2 separate regions of the Mus musculus genome follow, and region 1 is linked to region 2. A link is a contact called in public promoter capture Hi-C data. All regions are on one chromosome and are shown on one strand. The core of a region is the stretch at or near the end of the contact, and the rest is flanking DNA. Distances in the headings are between cores, read along the strand shown. Region 1 holds the start of Eef1e1 (eukaryotic translation elongation factor 1 epsilon 1). Region 2 holds the start of Mrpl32 (mitochondrial ribosomal protein L32).

Region 1 (3,714 bases), core at 323-2,822, about 24 Mb after region 2:
TGGTGGTGAGGGGGCAGGTTCTGAGTCCTTAGCCCAGGCTGGCCGAGAACTCTTGGTGATCCACCTTTCTCAGCTCCCCAAGTCCTGATGTGAGCTACTTCTAGCGGGTGGATAAGTAGTAGTTTCCTCATGTACTGATGTACCATAATCTAATGGACCTTGCTCCTACAGTTGGATCCTTAGACTGTTCCTTGTCATTATTATTGGGAATCTCGCTGAGCACATCGTAACTGCTGGTGTACTGTGGTTAGTTTTCAACTAAGGAAACACGGTGATTTCATCTCTAGTCTTTGGTCTGTACTCACAGAAAACCAGAAACTTTCAACTGGGACTCACTGTGAAACGTTTCCATTACACAAGGCACTAAAACCCAACTCTGAACTTCAAACTGAACTTGGTCTAAGACTGAACTTGGGTTTATTCTGTATTGCACTACTCTGTTTTGGGTGGCTTACTGGACCCAAACTTACATAGTAATTCACTGGTTTTCTACATCCTTCCAAGTCTAATCTCTTGAACACCAGCTTCTCACTGAAGCTTAAATCCCACCTCCTCTGTGGCACTGTGCCACTGTCCTCAATGTATTCCTCCCCTGTCGCTTGTCCTATTGGGCCCTTAATTGCTGGTGACTGTCCCTCATGCCTTGAAAGCAAGACTGTCTCTCATGTCTCGGCAAAGCCAAAAAAGAGGGTGTGCAAAGGAAACTGGGCTGAGGACAGAGCACATCACCTCTGGGGAGGATGGCCTTCGCAGCCTACGGCAGGCAAGTCATTTAACCTTTCCAGGTGCCACATTAAGTTACTGTGAACCCCACAATACCGCTACGATTTAGACATTAAAGGAAAAAACAAAACAAAACAAAACCTTTGGGCCCAAACAGGAACAAGCCATCTAGATCTGGAATCCCGTTCAAGGCACACTCTATGGTTTCCCACTACCATTCTTCCTCTAGTACCATCTTTCTACGGCAAATGATGAGTTACAAAGGACTCACTTTCTACACCCTAAGAAATCAGGATTCTTCTATCTCACCAAGCATTCCACTGCCCCACACCCGGAATCTTCCTCAATTCTCTGCACAATGCACATCCAAGCGGGTGTGTCGCCAGAATGAGCAGGGTCCTATTCCGTGTTCCCTCCGCCAGGCGGCTTCCAGGAATCTGTACCGCTCGCCCGGCCAGCCGCTGGAAAGGCGGTCGCTGAATGAAAGGACCAGGCACGGCTAACGGCCGCCTACAGGGATCTGAACCCCTGACTCTGCCCAGGCCTCCGCGAACTGGCTTTCTGCTCCCCGAGGGGAGGACGGTGACATTTGCCTGGAGGTCCAGACCGAGCCACGCGGCCCGCCCCGCACGCACGTGGGGAGCGGAGTCCATTCCGATGCCCCGGCCGGGTCGCGTAGGCTCCGGGTCACCCCGCCGCCCTGCTGCTTTCCTACCGCTGCGCCTCACCTGCCGCTCGCCCTGAGCACTGTACTTATTCCCCGGCTTCAGTCCCAGACTCTTCTCCAGCAGCCTCAACTCCGCGGCCGCCGCCATCTTCTGGCCCAGCTCCTAGGGAGGCGGGGCCTGCACAGCTAGGACCTTGATTGAGCAGGAAGTCCGGCCCCACAGATGTCTCCCACGATTGGCTGGGAGGACGGCAAGCGCGCCTGCGCGAAAGGGGCGGAGTCAGCTCAAGGCAGGGGGCGGTTCGTAATTAAGGGCGGGGCCAACCACATTCGGAGTCCGGTGGATTGCTCACAGTAGGCAGAGGAGAGCACGGAGTGTAGACAGTTTCACAGAAGAATGTATCCGAATCTTAGTTTTGTTTTCTGAGACAGGGTTTCTCTGTATAGCCCTGACTAACCTGGAACTCACTCTGTAGACCAGGCTAGCCTCGAACTCAGAAATTCGCCTGCCTCTGCCTCCCAAATGCTGGGATTAAAGGCATGCACCACCACTGCCTGGCTGAATGTATCCGAATCTTAAAGATTGAATCATTCATTACAATGCTTATAAAACTATTGTAGATCAGAAGAATAATTTAGATTATTTGTTTTATAAATATAAAGCATTGATTCCCAAACTCGTCAAATAGTTCTCCAAATAAGAAAATTATAGAACAATCTTAAATTAAAATAAGGATAAGGGCCAGTGACCTAGCAAGGGAACTTGAGATCTGTGGTTGTTTGAACGAAAATAAGCCCCCAACCGGGCGTGGTGGTGCACGCCTTTAATCCCAGCACTCGGGAGGCAGAGGCAGGGGCAGGCAGATTTCTGAGTTCGAGGCCAGCCTGGTCTACAAAGTGAGTTCCAGGACAGCCAGGGATACACAGAGAATCCCTGTCTCGAACCCCTCCTCTCCCCCCCCCCCAAAAGAAAGAAAATGAGCCTCCATATGCTCACCGGGAGTGTCACTATTGGCGTGACCTCGTTGGAGTAGGTGTGGCCTTGTTAGAGAAAATGTGGCAGTGGGGGTGGGCTTTGAGGTTTCAGATCCTAGTGGCATTCTTTTTTTTTTTTTTTCCTTGCCTCCTGCTGATCCAGATATAAAACTCTTGGCTCCTTCAGCATCATGTCTGCCTGCCTGGGGCCATGAGACTCACTGTAATGATAATGGACTAAATTTCTGAACCCGTAAGGCAGCCCTAACTAAATGTTTTTCTTTATAAAAGTTAATAGTAACTCATGGTGTCTCTTTACAACAATAGAAACTCTAACTGAGACAAGTTGAATCCTTATGTGGTGGTTTGAATAAAAATGGTGATTATAGGCAAATGAACAGTGACCAAGACAGAAGCTGGTACCAGGAACCAAGATGTTGCTGTGACAGGCTTGATTATTCTGTTTGTTGGGGTGTAGTCTCCCCTCCCCCAGCCTGAAACCTGCTTGTTCAGGGGTGGAGCTTCCTGCTCATTCGTTCTGCCACGCCCACTGCTAGAACCTGCGGAGGTGCACCTTTCTACTGGACCAGAGATTATTCGTCGGGAGTTGGGTCCCCTCCCCCTTCCTTTATAACTAGTGTCGCAACAATAAAATTTGAGCTTTGATCAGAATGAATTTGTCTTAGCTCCGTTTCTTCTTTCGCCCCGTCTAGATTCCTCTCTTACAGCTCGAGTGGCCTTCTCAGTCGAACCGTTCATGTTGCGAGCTGCTGGCGGCCGCAACATTGGGGGAATATGGAAGACTTTGGGACTTGGACTAGAAAAGTCTTTGGATGCTATAAGTGAAACTTAATGGACCTTCCTAGTAGGGGCATGGAAAACAATGCTGAGGGTGATTTGAACTATGGGGCCCAGATCAAGAAATTTCAGAGGGGAGGAATTTTAGTGAGTGGCCAAGAAACCATTCTTATGATATTTTAGCAAAGAATGTAGTAGCTCCCTTGTGCCCTTGTCCTAAAATTAAAAAAACAAACAAACAAACAAACAAAAAAACCAACCTAAATTGAAGACTTTGGATTAATACTGTTGGCAGAGATTTCAAGGTAGCCCAGGATTGACTGTGTCATGCAGTTGTTGGTGGTCACACTTAGCCAGATCTATAATGAAAAGGAGCAAGGAAAAAAAAATACAAAAGATACTGTTTGAGGAGAAAGAGAGCACCGGGATGTTGGAGCCAAGTCTGGCGCTCAAAGAGATACAAAGTTTAAAGGAAAGCCTGAAGCTACATGGAGTAAAGGGAGTGGTGACTTCAGGACAAGATCCTCACGCAGCTAAGCTTCCAACTTGTG
Region 2 (3,648 bases), core at 627-3,126:
AATTAAGAGCTCTATCAGTCCTCTAACTTCAAATAATAACCAACAAGGAGCCCATCTAAGCAATGGGATGATTCATTAAGAGTATCTTAAAACATTAAGGAAGAATTAGATTACGTATCTATCCATGATGAGCCAAACAAGATGCTAAGACTATTATAAGGCTGGTTTTCTCTGCTACACAAATACAATACCGGGCTATTCAGTGTTAGACTTGTGGAAGAGAGTGTGTATGTGCACACACCTACACCCGTTCACACATTACCTTAATTTTAATAAGCTTTTGAGGGTTTCTTCTCCTACATCGGTTAACTTCGATGGTGCGTCTGTTTTTGGGAGCTGCCATCCAAAAGATACTATCTAAAAAGCTGGAATTCTCTTTATTTTCACAAGTATCATGTGCTAGCTCTGTGAGGATGGATGGTCTCTGGACGGCTAATGCTGGTGCTATAAAACAAAACAGAGATGCCGAATCAACTCGGAGTTCCTAAATGAATACAGCCACTATTTCCTTTAACAGTCAACATGTGTAGTGTCACTAAATATACACACCTATAAATTATATGTGTTTGTGAGTATATGTGCACATGTAAGGTCAGAGGACAGCTTTCAGAGTTAGTTCTCTCCTTACGTCATACTGGCCATGGGGCTAGGACCCAGGTCCTGAGACTTAGCAACAAGGTCCTTTACTACTGAGCCATATGGCTGGCCTGACATAAATAGTTTTGAATGTTAAACACAACAAACATTAGTAATAATCCCCAGCTATTAAAATATACTAAAGCTCATATAAAAGGCAATTTAAAATACTTCAACTGGAATGCTTTCTTATTGCAAGCTACCAAAGCAGCCAGGCTACTCTACTAAGCATTTCCTCCGTATATAATCCGGGACACTGCAGTTCAGTAATAAGTAGTGTACAAGTAATCTAATCCCGAGACTCCCTACATTCACTCACATCACTGAGATGACTACAATGGTCATCTGTACCACACTATCCTGATCCAGTTAGGTCCTTTTTCTTTAAACCTGGTAGGTTCCTAAAGCCATTAAATTTTTCCTTAATATTTAATCTTAACCTGTGTTCTAAGAAAAGATTTATTATTTATGAGATTATCAAGTGTTTCACCTTTGTTTTTCTAAATTGCTTAGATCACTTCTTTACCCTTTCTTATGTTCTTCAGACTTGCGAACGTTCGTTCAATTCTTAGGACTTCTTACCACTACATAAACTGTCCAAGCACAGGCCTATTAGACAACGAATGGACTGAAATGATTATCTCAGGTAGAACATGGAGACAATTATTTATTATGCTGCGCTTGAGATATAATAAAATATATCTCTGTTCAGACTGGGCATTATCACTTTTGCGATACACTGTAAATAATACAGCAATCTCAAATTTAACGCCCAAGATACCAGGAGCTCGAAGCTAGCCTGGGCTACACAGTGAGTTCTAGACCACCCTGGCTACGGTGACAGTTTCAATAAATAAATAAATAAATAAATAAATACGAAGCTAGCCTGGGCTATACAGTGAGTTCTAGACCACCCTGGCTACGGTGACAGTTTCAATAAATAAATAAATAAATAAATAAATAAATAAATAAATAAATAAATAACCAATAAACAAACAAACAAATAAAATAACGAACCAATCAACCAACCAAAAACCACGCTACAACCCGGAAGCCCTCACCAACCCTCTTTCCACGAACTCTCTCCTTACGGACCCCACGGAGGACTGACAAAGCGACTCCAGCTCTGCTGCAGTTGCCGTTGTAGCAGCTCCCAGCACCTCTGGAGCGGTCCGGGACGCACCGGCCATGGTAGTGAAAGCAGCAGCAACGAAGGAGCCATGATCTTCTCAAGACAGAGCGGGACGCGGGCTGAGCGCATGCGTTAAGTCCGCCCACTTCCCCGCCTCCTCGCTCAGAGCATGCGCAGGCCCCTCTTGCGCATGCGCAAGGGTCAAAGACCGCTGTGATCCAAAAACTCCAACTCCCAGCTACCCCTAGGTGACTCTCCTCCAATCAGAGCAAAGAAGAAAAAAAAAATTAAAGGAAGCATACTTACTGCGCATGTGCGTGGCTGTGTTCCGACTTTCCGGGTAAAGATGGCAGAGCGCGGTTACAGCTTCTCGCTGACTACATTCAGGTATTCGGGGGACCCGCAGGTTCCATGCGTCGCAGATCACAGGAGCGCCCCAGACATGGTCCCGTGTGTCGGACCTGGCTGGTGTTTGCGTAGGAGTGCACGGTGACGGAGCTGGACTCGTAGCTTTGCAGAGTCATGTTCCGTGCCAGGCCTGGGCCCTGGCTGAGGCCGGCCGTGTTGCGGGCCGAGGGACGGGAGGCCCCAAGCCAAGCACTAAGCACTGGCTCTCCTTCTAGACTAGGAGAAGGGTGCTTTGAGATAGTCTGTTTTCAGCTGCTCTCTTCAGGTCCAGGATTTCTTTACTGGCCCGGCTAGGCCTGAGCGAGAGCTTTGTAAACCCAGACTCCTTATGGGACGTGTGAGACGTCCTTTTTCTTTTGGGAGATCCTTATTTGCTGTTAAATCTTAGTTTTAGTCTCTGTTTAGCAGCGATGTGCTTTGAAGCTCACACTGCTTTCGGTTTCGCCTGTGCTCCTGTAGAAGCTTAAGAAGTATAAAATGAAGGCGCTGATTTCCTGTCAAGTTTTTGTGGCACATGCAAACTGATAACCTCTGTATTTTGCTTGATCCACTAACAAATTGCTTTAAAACGATTTTAGACCCTTATGTTTTGGGAGAAAGAATTAAAGAGTTATATATATTTTCTCAAAGTGCAGTTAAGGGGAACTATTGTTCCCTGTTTAAGAAAAAACCATCATGGATGAACTTAGACAAAGGACTGTGTTTTGACCATTTTCTTTCTTTTTTTTTTTTTTTCTTTCCATTTTTTTATTAGGTATTTAGCTCATTCACACTTCCAATGCTATACCAAAAGTCCCCCATACCCACCCACCCCCACTCCCCTACCCGCCCACTCCCCCTCCTTGGCCCTGGCGTTCCCCTGTTCTGGGGCATATAAAGTTTGTGTGTCCAATGGGCCTCTCTTTCCAGTGATGGCCGACTAGGCCATCTTTTGATACATATGCAGCTAGAGTCAAGAGCTCCGGGGTACTGGTTAGTTCATAATGTTGTTCCACCTATAGGGTTGCAGATCCCTTTAGCTCCTTGGCTACTTTCTCTAGCTCCTCCATTGGGAGCCCTGTGATCCATCCATTAGCTGACTGTGAGCATCCACTTCTGTGTTTGCTAGGCCCTGGCATAGTCTCACAAGAGACAGCTACATCTGGGTCCTTTCGATAAAATCTTGCTAGTGTATGCAATGGTGTCAGCGTTTGGATGCTGATTATGGGGTGGATCCCTGGATAAGGCAGTCTCTACATGGTCCATCCTTTCATCTCAGCTCCAAACTTTCTCTCTGTAACTCCTTCCAAGGGTGTTTTGTTCCCACTTCTAAGGAGGGGCATAGTGTCCACACTTCAGTCTTCATTTTTCTTGAGTTTCATGTGTTTAGCAAATTGTATCTTATATCTTGGGTATCCTAGGTTTTGGGCTAATATCCACTTATCAGTGAGTACATATTGTGTGAGTTCCTTTGTGAATGTGTTACCTCACTC

Evidence for each region. Promoter capture Hi-C pulls out the DNA fragments that hold promoters and counts their contacts.
Region 1: a promoter capture Hi-C map of pre-B cells shows a contact between it and region 2. The contact joins the promoter of Eef1e1 here to the promoter of Mrpl32 in region 2. A contact is called at or near these places in 1 of 39 promoter capture datasets (pre-B cells) and 1 of 484 Hi-C or Micro-C datasets (CD4 T cells).

The regions. Positions count from the first base shown.
Region 1 is chr13:38,657,456-38,661,169 of GRCm38.p6, forward strand. Eef1e1 (eukaryotic translation elongation factor 1 epsilon 1) reads right to left here and starts at 1,573. Exons shown (of 4, transcript NM_025380.2): 1 at 1,452-1,573. The coding sequence starts at 1,538.
Region 2 is chr13:14,611,161-14,614,808 of GRCm38.p6, forward strand. Mrpl32 (mitochondrial ribosomal protein L32) reads right to left here and starts at 1,877. Exons shown (of 3, transcript NM_029271.2): 1 at 1,732-1,877; 2 at 263-444. The coding sequence starts at 1,858. Psma2 (proteasome subunit alpha 2) reads left to right here and starts at 2,082. Exons shown (of 8, transcript NM_008944.2): 1 at 2,082-2,155. The coding sequence starts at 2,115.